2 separate regions of the Hordeum vulgare genome follow, and region 2 is linked to region 1. The links are chromatin contacts, called in public Hi-C maps. All regions are on one chromosome and are shown on one strand. Each heading gives the region's core, a stretch centred on a gene start, on an enhancer-like site or on the middle of the called end of the contact. The rest is flanking DNA. Distances are from core to core; before and after follow the strand shown. Region 1 holds the start of LOC123443753 (protein CONSERVED IN THE GREEN LINEAGE AND DIATOMS 27, chloroplastic). Region 2 holds the start of LOC123443754 (LRR receptor-like serine/threonine-protein kinase GSO1).

Region 1 (7,831 bases), core at 3,471-5,970:
TAGAGATGGAAGAGGTAAAGAGACCGAGAGAGCAAGAAGTACTAGAGGAAGAGGAAGAGGAAGAACCAGATGATGAACAAACAGAGGAGGAGGAAGTGCTGCATTATGAGGGTGACACTGAAGTTGAGGAGCCATTTCAGGTAGAGGAAGATAACACATTGGGATCATAAGAAGAAATTGTAAATAAGAAGTAGAAGCTGCCAGTTAGAAGAGGACCAACAACAAGGTCACATTCCAGTAAGTTACCATAGGTTGAACCTAATTTCAAACCTTCATCAGATGAAGAAGAGAAGGGTTTACTGAAGGATAGTGATGATGATGGTTTTGAGCCACTGTCATTTGTCCCACCAAAGAAAAGGAAGAGTAGGTCAAAGAAGAGGCCTGCTAGAAAGTGGTACAATGAGAAAATGGACCAACCACATGAACAACTATGTCTAAAGTTGTGTTTTAGGGATCATCATCAATTCAGAGATGCTTTGTTGAATTTACACATCACTCAGAGCAAGAATTTCAAGTACGACAGGAATTTAGATCAGAGGGTAATTGTTGAGTGTAGAGAAAAACAATACTAGTTCTTCATGGTGGCAACAGTTATAAAAGGGGAGAAAACCTTTGTATATAATAACATGAGACTAGAGCACACTTTCCCTACTAGTACTGAAACCACCAGGGTGAGTGCTAAGTGGCTAGCACAGAAATATTAGCACCTCTTCAGATCTGATCCAACTACTGGCATTCAGACTATAATCGATGCCTACATGGAAAAATATGGTGTTGATGTGCCCAAGTCCATGGCATATAGGGCAAAGAACATAGCTATTGAAGTTGTTTTAGGAGATCACAAGTTGCAATATCCTAGGCTCAGAGAATATGCTCAGACTGTCATGGACACAAACCCTGGGAGTAGAGTAATAGTCACAACAGTTACTCCAATACCAATTGAAAAAAATCCCCACCCACGCCCAAGATTTCATGTAATGTTCTTTTGCATCAATGGAGCAAGGGAGGGGTTTCTCAAGGGGTGCAAGTCATTCATTGGTTAGCTTCGGAACCTTGGGAAGCACTTACATATTGTATCTCATTTGAATGTATTTAATTCGTTGAAATGCTGATTATGCAGGTGTTGATGGATGCTTTATTAAGCTCACTACTGGTGCTCAACTACTGGCTGCCACTTGTAGAGATGGAAACACCAATATATATCCACTGGAATTTGGCATAGTTGGACAAGAGGACACATCTAATTGGTGTTGGTTTCTACACCAACTCATAATTTGCCTAGGGGGAGAAGTGGGACAGTTTGGACCATATACTATAATGTCAGATAGACAAAAGGTATGTGTATGCACAATTGTTTACAATGGCTTGCAACACTTAAATTTGTTATCTATCTTCTAGCTTGTAGCTTAGACTTGTTAAATTATGTGTATCAGGGGTTATTGAATGCAGTGAATGCTCTGTTTCCAAACTGCAACCAAAGATTTTGCCTCAGACATATATATGCAAATTTCCAGACTACTGGTTTTAGGGGGAAGATCTTAAGAAGTGCATGTTCAATGCTAGCTATGCCTACAATTAACACAAATTTAATATTGCAATGATGGATCTCAAAGCTGAAAGTGAGGAAGCTTGGCAGTGGCTTAGTGCAATACCAAAAAACACGGGTAAGGCATGCATTTGACACAAACTGCAAGACTAACTTGGTAGCGAACAACTTGTCTGAGGTGTTCAAAAAGTACATTCTAGATGTTAGGAGAAAACCTATAGGGACAATGTGTGATGGGATAAAAGATAAGAAGATGGTGAGGTGGCACAGGAACAGATAGAGTGGAAAGACATCAAGATGGAGGATAACACCTCATTATAGTGAGAAGCTAGAGATTGAGAAGGAGAGGGCCAAATACCGCAAGCCAATACAAGCTGGGGTGAACTTATGGCAAGTTACAAGTGGGCAGCAAACACATGCTGTCAACTTGGAACTTCAGACTTGTGGATGCAGGAAGTGAAACCTTACTAACATCCCATGCAACCATGGCATCTCTGCAATAAACAAGGCTAAAAGGTTTCCAAAGGATTTTGTCAGCACATTCTTCATGAAATAGTTTTGTTTGGCAGCTTATGAACCAATGATCTTTCCTGTTCCTGGTGAGCATGATTGGACAAGGACCCCTGGTACAGATATAGAACCACCTACATTTAATGTGAAGAGAGGAAGAAAGAAATAAAAAAGGATCAAGGGAAAATTTGAAGTACCAAAGCCAAAAGACAGTTCAAGAATGGGGACTATAACATGTGGAAATTTTGGTCTTCAAGGGCATAGGTACACAAGCTGTGTGAAACAGTTGAAGCCTGAGCTAGCTTTGAGGAAGAACAAACATGTGGTAATAATGTTTCACCTTGAAGTATACACTTTTTGCCTTTGTTGTATATTTCTTTCCTTCCAGTATTATTTACTGTTTTCCCTGTGTATGCAAGGCTACTCCAATCCACTCACAGCCAAGAGCTACTGGTCATGCTCCCACAACACCATCACAGCCAAGAGATGTTTCTTCCACAGGAGAGTTGTCACTGGAGGAGCTGGCAGAGGAGGAGCTGGCACAGGAGGAGCTGGGAGAGGTGCTGGTAGAGGAGGAGTTGGCACATGTGCTGGAACAGGAGGAGCTGGGAGAGGAGGAGCTGGCAGAGGTGCTCGCACAGGAGGAGCTGGCAGAGGTGCTCCAAGGCCATTCACTGCCCCTAGGCAATCTCCTGCCTCCACTTCTAGTGCTATTCCTACTCATGGTGCACACATTGGATGGATGGCCTACTTCACTGCTAGTGGTGCTGGAAGATTCGGCATGTAATGTTGAACTAGAGTTTGTTGTTATTCTGGTTATGGTACAATGAGCTATAATGCTACAAAGTGATGTTGAACAGATTCTACAGTTTGTTGTTATTTTGGTTGAGCTCCTCCTCTCCTCTCATCAGCTCAGCAACCTGAAGCTCCAACTTTCCCCTGTCTTCACTGTGCACTTCCTTTCCTTTTAATAGATCAGCAATTTGAAACTTCAACTCCAGCTTCTCTTGAGTAAGCTTCTCTCAGACTTTGTGAGCTCTGCATTCTTCAACTCCAATTTCTCCATAGCTTCAGTGTACAGTTGCTTCTCTTTCATATGCTTGAACTTCAAGTTCTGGATGACACCTGCTTGAGCTCTTGTCAGGTTAACCAGGAGTTCATATTTTTCATCTAGATGGTTGTGATCTTCATCTTTCTTTGCCATCTGTCCTTTCATATCAGCAACTGCTTCACTTCTACATTGCTGCCGATAGGTTAGGTTAGACTACAGATAACTCAAATCAATCACCCTTTCCTCCTGGAAATCAATCAGACCATGCACATCTTTAACTAACTTGTCATAGTTGGCATCCAGATTATTCTTCTCTTCTGTTAGATGGTGAAAAGTTAGAGCACTCTTAAGATTATCACTCACCCCTACCATTCTTGGTATCTTCAAACATTGCCCAAAGCTTCAACAATGCATTCTCCATTGTTATGGACCACTCCTGATCAACCCATTCAACAAAACCACAATTATCACCTTCCTGCAATTAAAGATCAAATTGAACCATTACAACATAAGTACATCAATTACTCTGCTATTCAAAAATTCAGCTATTACAACATAAGTACGTCAAATACTCTAACAACAACTATAGTTATCAAATTATGCACTTTTTTACAGCAACAAGAGCTCTAAAATTTTGTTGTTCTTTGCTCAACAACAAGAGCATATGAAACTGGCATCAAGGACACTATCATTTCTTTACAGTAAACAAACAATATAATCTATCAACTAAGAAAGAAACTTACAGGCTCTGCACATGCTAAGAACCTTCTCCCTGTGTTTGTGCCTTCAAATGCGACATGCCTCATCGATGCCTTGCCGTGCTTATCACAGAACATCATGATATCAAGCTCAAGCCCATGGTAATCCGGGTCCTCAACTGAAGCTGGAACCTGCACAAGCTAAAACATATCACTCCACTGCCAAAGGATGAGGAACAAACCAAACCAAAAGAAATCCTCAAGTAAAAAAGCTATCTAAATAGAAAAATCGCCAAATATTCTAACCCTAACCTAACCCTAGCTCGAATGAGCTCACCTGGTAAATCCCATCGGTGGAGGAGTTGGAGGAGTGCATGTACGGGAGGGTAGACTGGTCGTCGCTGCTATCGTCCTCAAAAACCATGGCGGCAGCGACGACGCGCTGCTACGGGCGTGTGGCGCTCGAAAACGTCGGCGAGGAGAGTGGTCGGTTGGGGAGGAGGGGAGAGGCCGACCGGGTCGGGCTCGTCCTAGTCACCGCGAGGGCACGAGTCGGTTGGCCACCGTGGCACCCGACGGGTGGGACCAACCGGTCAGTTCGAGCGTCAATACATATAAAACACGAATATAGAGTTATGTGCAACGGCGTCACATAATGTTGATATTGAATAAAAAATTAGGAATCTTGATATCAATCTACACGTACTGTCTTAATTATGATACTTCTTGTGATTAACTCTCACATGAAGGAGAACGTGAGTATAACGTAGAATAGCACGGCGGCACGAGCAGGCAGCGTGCCACGGCGCATCCCACCACGTGTAGGCAGCGTCTCCAGACCTGGCCGTCGCCCGTCGCGACCACTCCACTGCCTCACCCACAAAAAACCGCAAGCAAAAACCAGCGCCACGTAAAAGGTACACGGCTATACATGGTGCCGTGCCCTCTCGCTCCTTCTCTACTCACGTTTGTACGGTAGGCTAGAAGATAATAGGCGTGAGTTTTTCCATGTTGCTCCGCCTGAAGATTACCACCGTCCAGCCTGTGGCGCTGCTTCTTGGGCACGACCATGGCGGGACAGCATCCCCGCGGCAGTTCGCCGGAGCCTTTCCGCAGGGCGGCAGAGCGTCCACGAGGACAAAGAGGCTGAGGGGCGTGGCGGTGGCGATGGCGCTAAAGGAGGAGGAGCCGGAGAGCAGCCGAAGCCGCTTCGCCGGGGGCGGCCTGAGCTGGGACCCCAGGATGGAGATCGGAGTCCCATACGAGCAAAGACCGGTATGGTTTACCGTCTCGAACAGAAAGAATTGCACTTGGGGCATGCACCTTGCAGTCTGAATGAAAGATGTACTACTACTCATTTTGCTGGTTAATTTGGATGATTGGCTCAGGTTAACGAGTACTCCGCTCTCAAGGAGAGCACCTTGTATTCGTGGGCAGAGCTCAGTCCAGGCTCCTTCTTCATGCGCCTAGGCAGCCTGTGCCTGGTCACATTTACAGTTCTGGCGGCCCCAATCTCAGCCGCAAGTTTCAGTCCCGGAAAGGTATGACAGTTCCTATATTTTCAGTTCCGTTCGAAAGTGTCATTTCAGTACATAATAAGCAGCGGAATTTATGTACTCCCTTTGTCCTAAAATAAGTGATGCAAATTTTGTATTAAGTTAGTATAAATTTTATATTAAAGCAGCGACACTTATTTTAGGAGCGAGGAAGTACTAGTATGTTATTCCCAACAGTGCAACAAATACATGATGTGTGTGACCATTTCTCCGTGACATGTATGTCAACGCTATGCAGGATCCGCTCAAGTTTGTGCTGGCTGCTGGGATTGGGACCCTGCTCCTCGTATCTCTTGTGGTTCTCAGGATTTACCTGGTAAGTGTGGCGAACGCCGGCCGTAATCCCTAACAGGAAACTGTGCTAGTAGGCTGGTTGTAATGGAAGTATCATAAGTAGTATTATGTATGCCACCTAGGCGTATTTGATGAGGTGACACAGAATTAAATAAAGAAAGAGATGATTGAGAGGATGCTTGGATCCAAGAGACTAAAACTAATCTAACTAAAACTTGTCTCTTTAAGAGGCTAAAGTTTTAAGCACCCCTGACTAAAGAGAGGCTAAAACTAGTCTTGAGGCTAAAAATTTTTAATCAGAGATACCCCTACTAAAATGTGCATTAGAGCATGGTTAATAGTATAGCCAAATGCTGGTTATAAGCCATCTTATAGCCCACCTTATAGCTAGCTTGTACAATAGTTAGCTACAAAAGAGTACTACTTTTATCATATATGGCCCACCTTTCATTCTCACAAAGCACCTAGGAGCACGTGTTAGAGCTGACTCTTCACGAAGAGCCCGCTTCCCTTCTCTCTCCTCTTCTCTCTCATCCAACTCAGCAAAAATATAGTATTTTAATCCTTACAGTCTGCTGACTGTACCTTATTGTACTTGCTCTTAGTCCTCTCTCTCCTCATTTAACTCCTCATGCAAGTTCTGGATTGGAGGGTTTGGAGGATAATAAATGTTCATTAACTTGATTTTAGTCTCTTTAGTATTTGGATCCAAGCATGGGTGAGGCTAGCAAGTTTTAGTCTCACTATTTTTAGTCATGGGACTAAAACGTATCCAAGCACCCTCTAAGTATCATATTATAATACCGTATCATATTAAATGATGTGCTAGTATATGTCATGCATGACAATAAATGAACCGTTCTATGATACTAGTACATGATACTATGCACTACGGATGTGGTATCATACACTAGTATATTACAACCAGCCGTATAATGCTGCAGGGTTGGAGCTACGTTGGCGACAGGCTATTGTCGGCAGTTGTGCCTTATGAGGAAACCGGATGGTACGATGGCCAAATGTGGGTCAAGCCAGCAGAGGTACTCCATGCTTGCTTCTTCAGCTTAAGCGCAGCCATGCAATTCAGACTGCCTTTAAACGTATAATTCCTTCTTGATGCAGGTGCTGGCTCGCGACAGGTTATTGGGATCTTACAAGGTAACTTGTAGTTTGGCAGGAAAACATGTAGTATTATCATTGACGCTTAACTAAAAAGGATTTTCATATTCCATTATTTTGGTGATTAACTGATTCTTCAGGTAAAGCCGGTGATCAACCTGCTCAAACAGACACTGGTGGGCACAGGTGCGCTGCTCGTCGGGGCGGTCGTACTCTTCGCCTTCGCCGTCCCCGTCGAGGAATTCGTCCACTCCTTCAATGGAGCCCCCTCTACCGCCTCCTCTAAGCCGATCATGAGGTGAGTGAGTGAACTCAATGCTGCTACAGTGCTACCCAGCTTTCACAAAGTGAACTTCATTCAATGCAAGTTCATACTTTCCTCATAGACGTAAGTCATTGTTGCAAATGGAATTGACTGGGCGTGCCTGCGTGCAGGAGAGAGGAGCTCCTGAAGCTGCCTGCTGAGGTGAGGCAAGACGACGACCTCGCTGCGGCTGCTGCGGAGGCCGCCAATGGACGCCCGGTTTACTGCAGGGACCGCTACTACCGGGCGCTCGCCGGCGGTCAGTACTGCACCTCAGACGACCTGCTCGACTGATTAAAGCAAATAGTAATACATACGTATTCTGGTATATGCAGTTTGCCACATTGATATGATATGCACAAGTTAAGCAAATGTATCTTATCGGAATGAAATTTTGGGAAGATCGATGTTGGTGATTCTGTAATAAATTGCCTCATAATAACAACTTAAAGAATCTCTGGCCCTTCTCATGAAACTTAAAATTTTAAACCACTTCCTACAAATTAGCTCCAATTTTAAGAAGCGAACGTAGAAATTAACCTAGTTGTAGTCTAAGGTCACGTAAGTTTAGAGCTCTAGATTCCTTGCTAAAAAAATAGTCCTAGATAGTTTTGTCACGAGTTTGTTCAAATTTGTTTAGGAAAGAGATTACATGATTATCTTTAGGGCATTATCTCCGGCAGTCTTTCACTTGCATTAGAGTCAATCATTTAGGCATTACGTGCGCCTCATGATTCGGCTGCGGGAGACATT
Region 2 (7,831 bases), core at 2,944-5,443, 460 kb before region 1:
ATGCAATCTTTGCCAGTTTAGCCGCTTCCGTTGCTGAGTAACATCCTTTCATGTTGCCGTCGATGAGGTCATGGACATTGCCTGTCTCGAAGGGCAGCTGCATCGTTTTACTTTTACCCGTGAGTATCTGAAACACAATTACCCCGAAAGCGTAAACATCGCTCTTCTCCGAGAACCGACCGACGGTGGTGTACTCAGGGGCAAGGTACCCCATGGCGGCACTCGCCTTGAGTGTCGAGAAGACCAGGTCGTCCACAAGAAGCTTGTGCAGGCCGGAACCAGAAATCAGAGGCTTGTAGGTGTAATCCACCAGAACTTTGTCCGCCGATATGTTTTGGTGAACAAGAGGGAGTTTGTTTGCTCTAGTACTGTGCAGATATCCAATTCCTGCATAATAAACATGGATAAGGAACCTTGCTTTTGCAAAAATTCGAACCAATGAAAGAATGTAACACGGAATAGATTCAACTGGTTTGGACGGTAATCTAATAATACACTTTGTATTTACAGGCATATGTTCCTAATTTCACAGGTTGTGGCTTCTTGCAGATACTTGAGACGATTTGAGTGCTCTAGCCCATGGTACTTTAATTACGGAAAGGCTAAAAATTTAACGTCAGATTTGTACATAGCAAATTGAACGTTTTCCATGACAATTTGATGCGAGGATGACAAATTTAGTTTACAAACCCGGTTATTTTCTGGCAAAAAATAAACTATGACAAATTTACCATGCTCGCGAACTAAACTTGTCAATCTCAACGAACACTGTCATAAAATATGTTCGATTTGCCAATGCCTAAAAATCTGATGTTCCCTGAATATCCAGGTCCTTTAATTATTATGGCTATGCGCACCCCATGATGAGGCAGGGTTTTCCTCCATTTTAAAAACCCGAATGGTAACGTCCACACGTATGCCATATCTGCAATTTGTCCAGACGCACTAATCTTCGTCTGTTATGTTTTACACGAATCCTAAAGAAGTTTGTTGGAATTTCAGTTTTCCGTAGGCATAGCATGTTGTGTGGGTGTTAGAGCGCTTGCCCACACGATCTGCAATGTGCGGTTATCAGCTGCGCCATGTGGGTGAACCAGTTTCTATCTACACAGTCACCCCCAAGTCGCCCGCGTGTGGGTGAACTGCTCTCCGCCCACGCTTGTAGTTGCTAGATGGCAACTGCAGTTGCACGTATGTGGCAACTAGATAAACACACATGGCAACTATGATTAACCATATATGTCAACTATGGTTGGACCACACGTGACAAGTAGTTAATCACACATGACAACTATTGTTTGATCATATGTGGCAAGTAGTTAATCATACATGGCAACTATGATTTAATTACATGCGGCAAGTGTCGTTAATTGGACATGGCAACTATAGTTAACCAAAACAGAAAAGTTGTTATGCTTTTTCAACTACATTTGTCATCCTGGGTAACTAAAGTTGTCATCTCCGAAGTAACTAAAGTGTCATTCCCCGGATACAAAATTATACTACTAAGCTTAAGATACTTATTTTGGACAGAGGAGTACCACACTAGCAGTAGCAGTGTTTGATAACTGATGGAAATTATACTACTAAGCTTAAGATACTTATTTTGAACAGAGGAGTACCACACTGGCAGTAGCAGTGTTTGATAACTGATGGCTTAGACACTGACAGAGAGGGACACTACCACCATACCTTTAGCAATTCCCTTGATGATGGACACCCTCGTGGACCACTCAAGGACGCGCCCGCCATGGCCGAGAGCACCGCCGCCGCCGTCTTCTCCTGCAACGTCCAAGAAGTGCGATAGACTGCCGTTGGGCACGAAGTCGTGCACGAGGAAGCACTCTCCCCTGGCCCTGGAGCAGCAGAACCCCCTCAGCCCCACGATGTTGTCGTGCCGAAGCTCGGCCAGCAGCTTGAGGCCCTTGAGGAACTCCGCCTCCTCCTGCTTGCAGCAGGTCTTGCCCAGTCGAGTGACGACGACGGGCGTGCCGTCGCGCAGCGTGCCCCTGTACGTGGCCGCGAAGCTGCTTCCGGCGCCACTCTTGGACCTGGAGGTTTTCTTCCCCATGAGATTCAGCTCCGAGAAGTAGTGCGTCGCGGACTCCACCTCCTCCATGTTGAACCGGAAGCTCGGGGACACCTCCTGCGAGAACCCGACGCCGCTCCGCCCGTCGGCCAGCGGGTCCCAGCCGTTGGAGTACTCGAGGCTCACCAGCGTTGACGACGCGCTCTTGCGGAACGATTCCTTGGTCGCCTCGCCCTCGATGCTGCACCGGCCGCCCACCGTGGTCATCGGAGGTGCGCCTGCGCCTGAGGCCCTCCTCTGCTTGCGCCACCTGTGCCACGAGAAGACCAAGAGACCGGCCGCTGTCGCCCCCAGAAGGATCACCGCGACAATGACGACGGCCGCGAGAGCCTTGGTGGAAGGGGGGCAGTGGGTTCCGCTGCAATGCCTGTCGGAAGAGCCCGGCTTGATCTGCGGCGCGATGCCAGCGCTGAACGGCTGGGGCCTGTCGGGGTCGATGAGGTCCGCCGGAGTGCACGGCCGGAGATCGGGGAGCCCGGTGCCGCACAGATCAGTGTTGTTCCCGTACTGGAATCCACCCTCCAGCTTGGCCAGTTCTGGGGAGCAACCAAATCAAACTGACACTGAGCGGAGCAGTTCTTGGGAGCTCAAGAATGGATTCGTAGATTGTTGCGTACCGGAGGGCACGCTGCCGGTGAGCGAGTTGTTCCTAACATCGAGAGCAGCGAGCTGAGGCAGCCTGGCGAGCCTCACCGGGATGGAGCCGAAGAGGTTGTTGAAGCTCAAGTCCAGCCGCCTCAGCTCGGGCAGGTCGCCGAGGCTAGCAGGGATGGCGCCGTTCAGGTGGTTGGACTGCAAAGCCAACACGGCGAGCCTGTTCAGCAGCCCCAGCTGGGTGGGGATGCTCCCGGTCAGCTGATTGTAGCACAGCTGCAACACTTTTTTTTTTTGACACATCAACATTAACAGCAGTGTTAGAGTGGCAAACAAACCAACAAGTGTAGAAAATCAATCGATGACCAAATCATATATATAGCAATATCAGCCAAGAAGCGTCAGTGAATCCAAGAACTTGTTTCAGGATCATGGCACGCTAGGTAGCATAGGAGACTGGAGTACTGGACTGGAATAGAACGGGACGAATCGAATCAATCCAAGCAATGCAGCACTGGCAGTGGCAGAGTTCACGGCGCCACATGCAACTAGGCAAGCAAGAATCAGAAAGAGAAGACGCGGAGCTCGGACTTGGCTCACCTTGCAGCGAGGCCATGGCGCCGATCTCGGCCGGGATGGGCCCGGAGAAGTTGTTGACGTTAAGGTAGACATCGGTGAGCCTTGTGAGCTTGGCGAGCTCCGGGGGCACCCCGCCGCGGAGCTCGTTGTAATGGAGGTACAGGCCGGTGAGCGCGCGGAGGCCCGCGACGGCAGGGGAGAGCGTCCCGGCCAGGCCCTTCCCCTGCAGCGAGACGTTGGCGACAGCGCCGAGGGCGTCACACGCGACGCCCTCGAACCCTCCACGGGCACACGGGTCCCGCCCGGGCGCCCACGACGGCAGAAGGCGCCCCGTCGGGTCCAGCGCCGCCTTGAACTCCAGCAGCGCCCGCAGCTCTCCGTCATCCGCCGCAGAGGCCAGGCCGAACAGAGAGTGGCAAACGACTGCCAATACCGCGAGGGCTACGAAGCGGGCGCAGGCCATTGCCGGCCGCGCAGGTGCTCTTCTTGGTGCGCGGGGAGAGGGGAAGGGAGGGTGGAGGGGACACGAGCGTGCAGAGGTGAGGGGTCCGAGGAGACGAGTGAAGAAGTAAAATACTCCGAGAGGGTCGGTCAGCAGCATGCACCGAGCTGAGTTGTGTGAGGATGAATCATGGGCCTCGCATGTCAGTTCGTGGAGCTGGGCTATACCTGGCCATATGCCGGCCAGATCGGGCTGAAAAGAACCACCGTTGAAAACCCACGCCCGAGTCCGGCCCCGCCCGACCGCCGGGCCTAACAAAAAGTGCTCGAGCCTGAAAAAGCCCGACATGGCCACCGGCCCGGCCTGACTACGGCTAAAAATAGTTTTGCTCAAGCCTGAGATCGGCCCGGCCTGATTGTTGGGCATGATTTCAGGGTCGAGCTCGGCCTGATAGGATGATTAGGCCTCGTTCAGTCCGGAATGTGGTAGAACGATGAACTTCTTCTCTTGTGCTTTTAAAGATAGTCTTCTCAACACTGAATCACTCTCTCATGGATTTAGCATGGGTAGAAGAGATTGATCTTGTGAAAAACAACTTAGAAAGGCTAGAAATCAAGGTTTAAATGATTGGAATGGAATCTCTTGATCTCAACACATTAGTAGATGACTCTCTCTTAAAAAATGGATATGGCAAGTGTAATTGTGTTCCGAGTGTAGGTGGAGGGGTATATATAGGCATCCCTAAAATCCAACCTTTACAACATTATTGCCCAACTCGTTGGCACCGAAATCAATCTCGGTGGTACCGAGTTGCACTAAATATGAAAACTTTTGAACTCTCGGTGAGACCTATATAGGAATCTTGGTGATACCAATACAATGACCTAGACCAGTTTCTAAATCTCAATGAGACCGATTTCGAACTAGAAAATTCTGATTCTTGAATTCCTCTCCACAGAAAGTTGGTCACTGAATCTCGATGACACCGACGTGAAAGTTGATGGTACCAAGATGGTAGGCTTTGGCATAGAGTGTGTCAAGTGTAAAATCGATAGGGCCGAGTGGAAATACTTGGTGGCACCGATTTTGCTGATGTGGCTTTGCACAGAGATATTTTGTGAGAGAATGGCTAAGTATTTTTTGTGGCTACTTCTAAGCACTTGAGCAACCAATTCATCATAATACCCCATCCCCTTTTAATAGTATTGATTTTCCTATCGACTCAAAGTGATTTCTCACAATTGTAAAAATGAAGATCCTTCTTGCTTGAAGCTTGAGCCAATCCTATTCCTTTCCTTGCATCAAGGGGCATCTCCATACAATCCTATAGACAAGGCATCTTTGAACTTTTCTGAAATATACTTGGATAAGATCATTAGTCCAATGATGCATATTTTATAATTATTTACCAAAACCACCTTTGGTACCAATTGTGCTTTCAATCTCCCCCTTCTTGGTAATTGAGGACAACATATAGATCAAAGCTTCGACAAAAGATATAATCAATGGTTAGCATCGACGCTTTGAGAAGTATGTGAAAAGCCAGAGCTCCCCCTAAATTTATGCATTATTTTAAATTTGCTTTTGAATGCAAATGCACAATCGATTAGGACCATGGGTTACTCTTCCATGTCACATACAACTTGTTGGTGCGCATAAATGACATGAATGAATAGTAATGCACATAACATCAATCAAGCAAGTGAATGATCACCATGTAGATAGCTCAAAGGTAATAGTGTGATAGCATCAAACAATCAAAGCATATGATCAAACACTCCTAAAAGGATAAATATTGGAAATATGCCCTAGAGGCAATAATAAAATGGTTATTATCATATTTCCTTGTTCATGATAATCGTCTATCGTTCATGCTATAATTGTATTAACAGGAAACAGTAATACATGTGTGAATGAATAGATCACAATGTGTCCCTAGCAAGCCTCTAGTTGGCTAGCTCGTTGGTCAATAGATGATCATGGTTTCCTGATCATGGACATTTGGATGTCATTGATAGCGGGATCACATTATTGGGAGAATGATGTGGTGGACAAGACCCAATCCTAAGCCTAGCACTAGATCGTATTGTTCGTATGCTAATGCTTTTCTAATGTCAAGTATCTTTTCCTTCGACCGTGAGATTGTGCAACTCCCGGATACCGTAGGAGTGCTTTGGGTGTATCAAACGTCACAACGTAACTGGGTGACTATAAAGGTGCACTACGGGTACCTCCGAAAGTGTCTGTTGGGTTGGCACGAATCGAGATCGGGATTTGTCACTCCGTGTGACGGAGAGGTATCTCTGGGCCCACTCGGTAGAACATCATCATGAGCTCAATGTGACTAAGGAGTTAGTCACACGATGACGAACTACGGAACGAGTAAAGAGACTTACCGGTAACGAGATTGAACAAGGTATAGGTATACCGACGATCGAATCTCGGGCAAGTTCTATACCGACAGACAAAGGGAATCGTATACGGGATTGATTGAATCCTTGACATCGTGGTTCATCCGATGAGATCATCGTGGAGCTAGTGGGAGCCACCATGGGTATCCAGACCCCGCTGATGGTTATTGGCCAGAGAGGTGTCTCGGTCATGTCTGCCTGTCTCCCGAACCCGTAGGGTCTACACACTTAAGGTTCGATGACGCTAGGGTTATAGGGAATTGTTATACGAGATTACCGAAAGTTGTTCGGAGTCCCGGATGAGATCCAGGACGTCACGAGGAGCTCCGGAATGGTCCGGAGGTAAAGATTGATATATAGGACGGATGGTTTCGGACACCGAAAGTGTTTCGGGCATCACCGGTAACGTACCGGGACCACCGGGACCACCGGAGGTGGTCCCGGGGGACCACCGAAGGGGGGCTGCGACCCCAAAAGGTAAGATGGGCTAAGTGGGGGTGGGAACCAGCCCCTAGTTGGGCTGGTACGCCTCCTCACTCAGCCCATGGCGCAGGGGAAAGAAAAAGAGGGGGGGAACCCTAACTTAGGTGGGCCTTAGGCCCACCAGAGGGGTGCGCCACCCCCTCCTCCCCATCTTGCCGCCACAAACCCCATCTGGGAGGGCTGCCGCACCCCCTAGGGTGGGAACCCTAGGGGTGGCACCCCCTCTCCCCTTCCCCTATATATAGTGGGCACTTTTGGCCTTTGGAGGACACAGTTTTCCCTCTTCCTCGGCGCAGCCCTGCACTTCTCCCTCCTCCTCTCTGCCGGCACTTGGCGAAGCCCTGCCGGGAGACCTCGTCTCTCCACCAACACCACGCCGTCGTGTTGCTAGTCTTCTTCCCCAACCTCTCCCTCCTCCTTGCTGGATCAAGGTGCGGGAGACGTCACCGGGCTGCACGTGTGTTGAACGCGGAGGTGCCGTTGTTCGGCACTAGATCGGAATCACCGCGAGTACGACTTCATCAACCGCGTTCTAGCAAACGCTTCCACTTAGCGATCTTCAAAGGTATGAAGATGCTCTTACCTCTCTCTCGTTGCTGGTCTCTCCATAGGAAGATCTGAACATGCATAGGAAATTTTTTGAATTTATGCTACGTTACCCAACAGTGGTATCAGAGCCAGGTTTTCTATGCGTAGATTCTATGCACGAGTAGAACACAAAAGTTGTGGGCGATGGTTTGTCAATTTGCTTGCCGTTACTAGTCCTATTCTTTTCCGGCGGTATTGTGGGATGAAGCGGCCCGGACCGACCTTACACGTACGCTTACGTGAGACTGGTTCCATCGACAGACATGCACATCGTGCATAAAGGTGGCTAGCGGGTGTCTGTCTCTCCTACTCTAGTCGGATTGGATTTGATGAAAAGGGTCCTTATGAAGGGTAAATAGCTTTGGCATATCATCGTTGTGGCTGTCACGTAGGTAAGAAGGCGTTCTTGCTAGAAACCCAAATCAGCCACGTAAAACTTGCAACAACAATTAGAGGACGTCTAACTTGTTTTTGCAGGGTTTGACATGTGATGTGATATGGCCAAAGTTGTGATGTTGCATGTATGATGTATGAGATGATCATGTTATTGTAATAGGTTTCACGACTTGCATGTCGATGAGTATGACAACCGGCAGGAGCCATAGGAGTTATCTTAATTTATTGTATGAGATGCAACGCCATGTG

The links. Hi-C and Micro-C count contacts between places; a contact is called where the count stands out from the background.
Region 2: a contact with region 1 is called in a Hi-C map of leaf, with 2.7 times the contacts expected there. The contact joins the promoter of LOC123443754 here to the promoter of LOC123443753 in region 1. A contact is called at or near these places in 3 of 6 Hi-C or Micro-C datasets (leaf and seedling) and 1 of 1 datasets of contacts at active chromatin or transcription factors (embryo).

Annotation. Positions count from the first base shown.
Region 1 is chr3H:327,060,253-327,068,083 of MorexV3_pseudomolecules_assembly, reverse strand. LOC123443753 (protein CONSERVED IN THE GREEN LINEAGE AND DIATOMS 27, chloroplastic) reads left to right here and starts at 4,720. Exons shown (of 7, transcript XM_045120275.1): 1 at 4,720-5,080; 2 at 5,194-5,346; 3 at 5,600-5,677; 4 at 6,600-6,695; 5 at 6,778-6,813; 6 at 6,915-7,072; 7 at 7,210-7,502. The coding sequence starts at 4,814. The coding sequence ends at 7,372.
Region 2 is chr3H:327,518,224-327,526,054 of MorexV3_pseudomolecules_assembly, reverse strand. It overlaps LOC123443754 (LRR receptor-like serine/threonine-protein kinase GSO1), which reads right to left and starts at 4,193. Exons shown (of 4, transcript XM_045120276.1): 1 at 3,284-4,193; 2 at 2,707-2,967; 3 at 1,693-2,625; 4 at 1-387. The coding sequence starts at 4,130.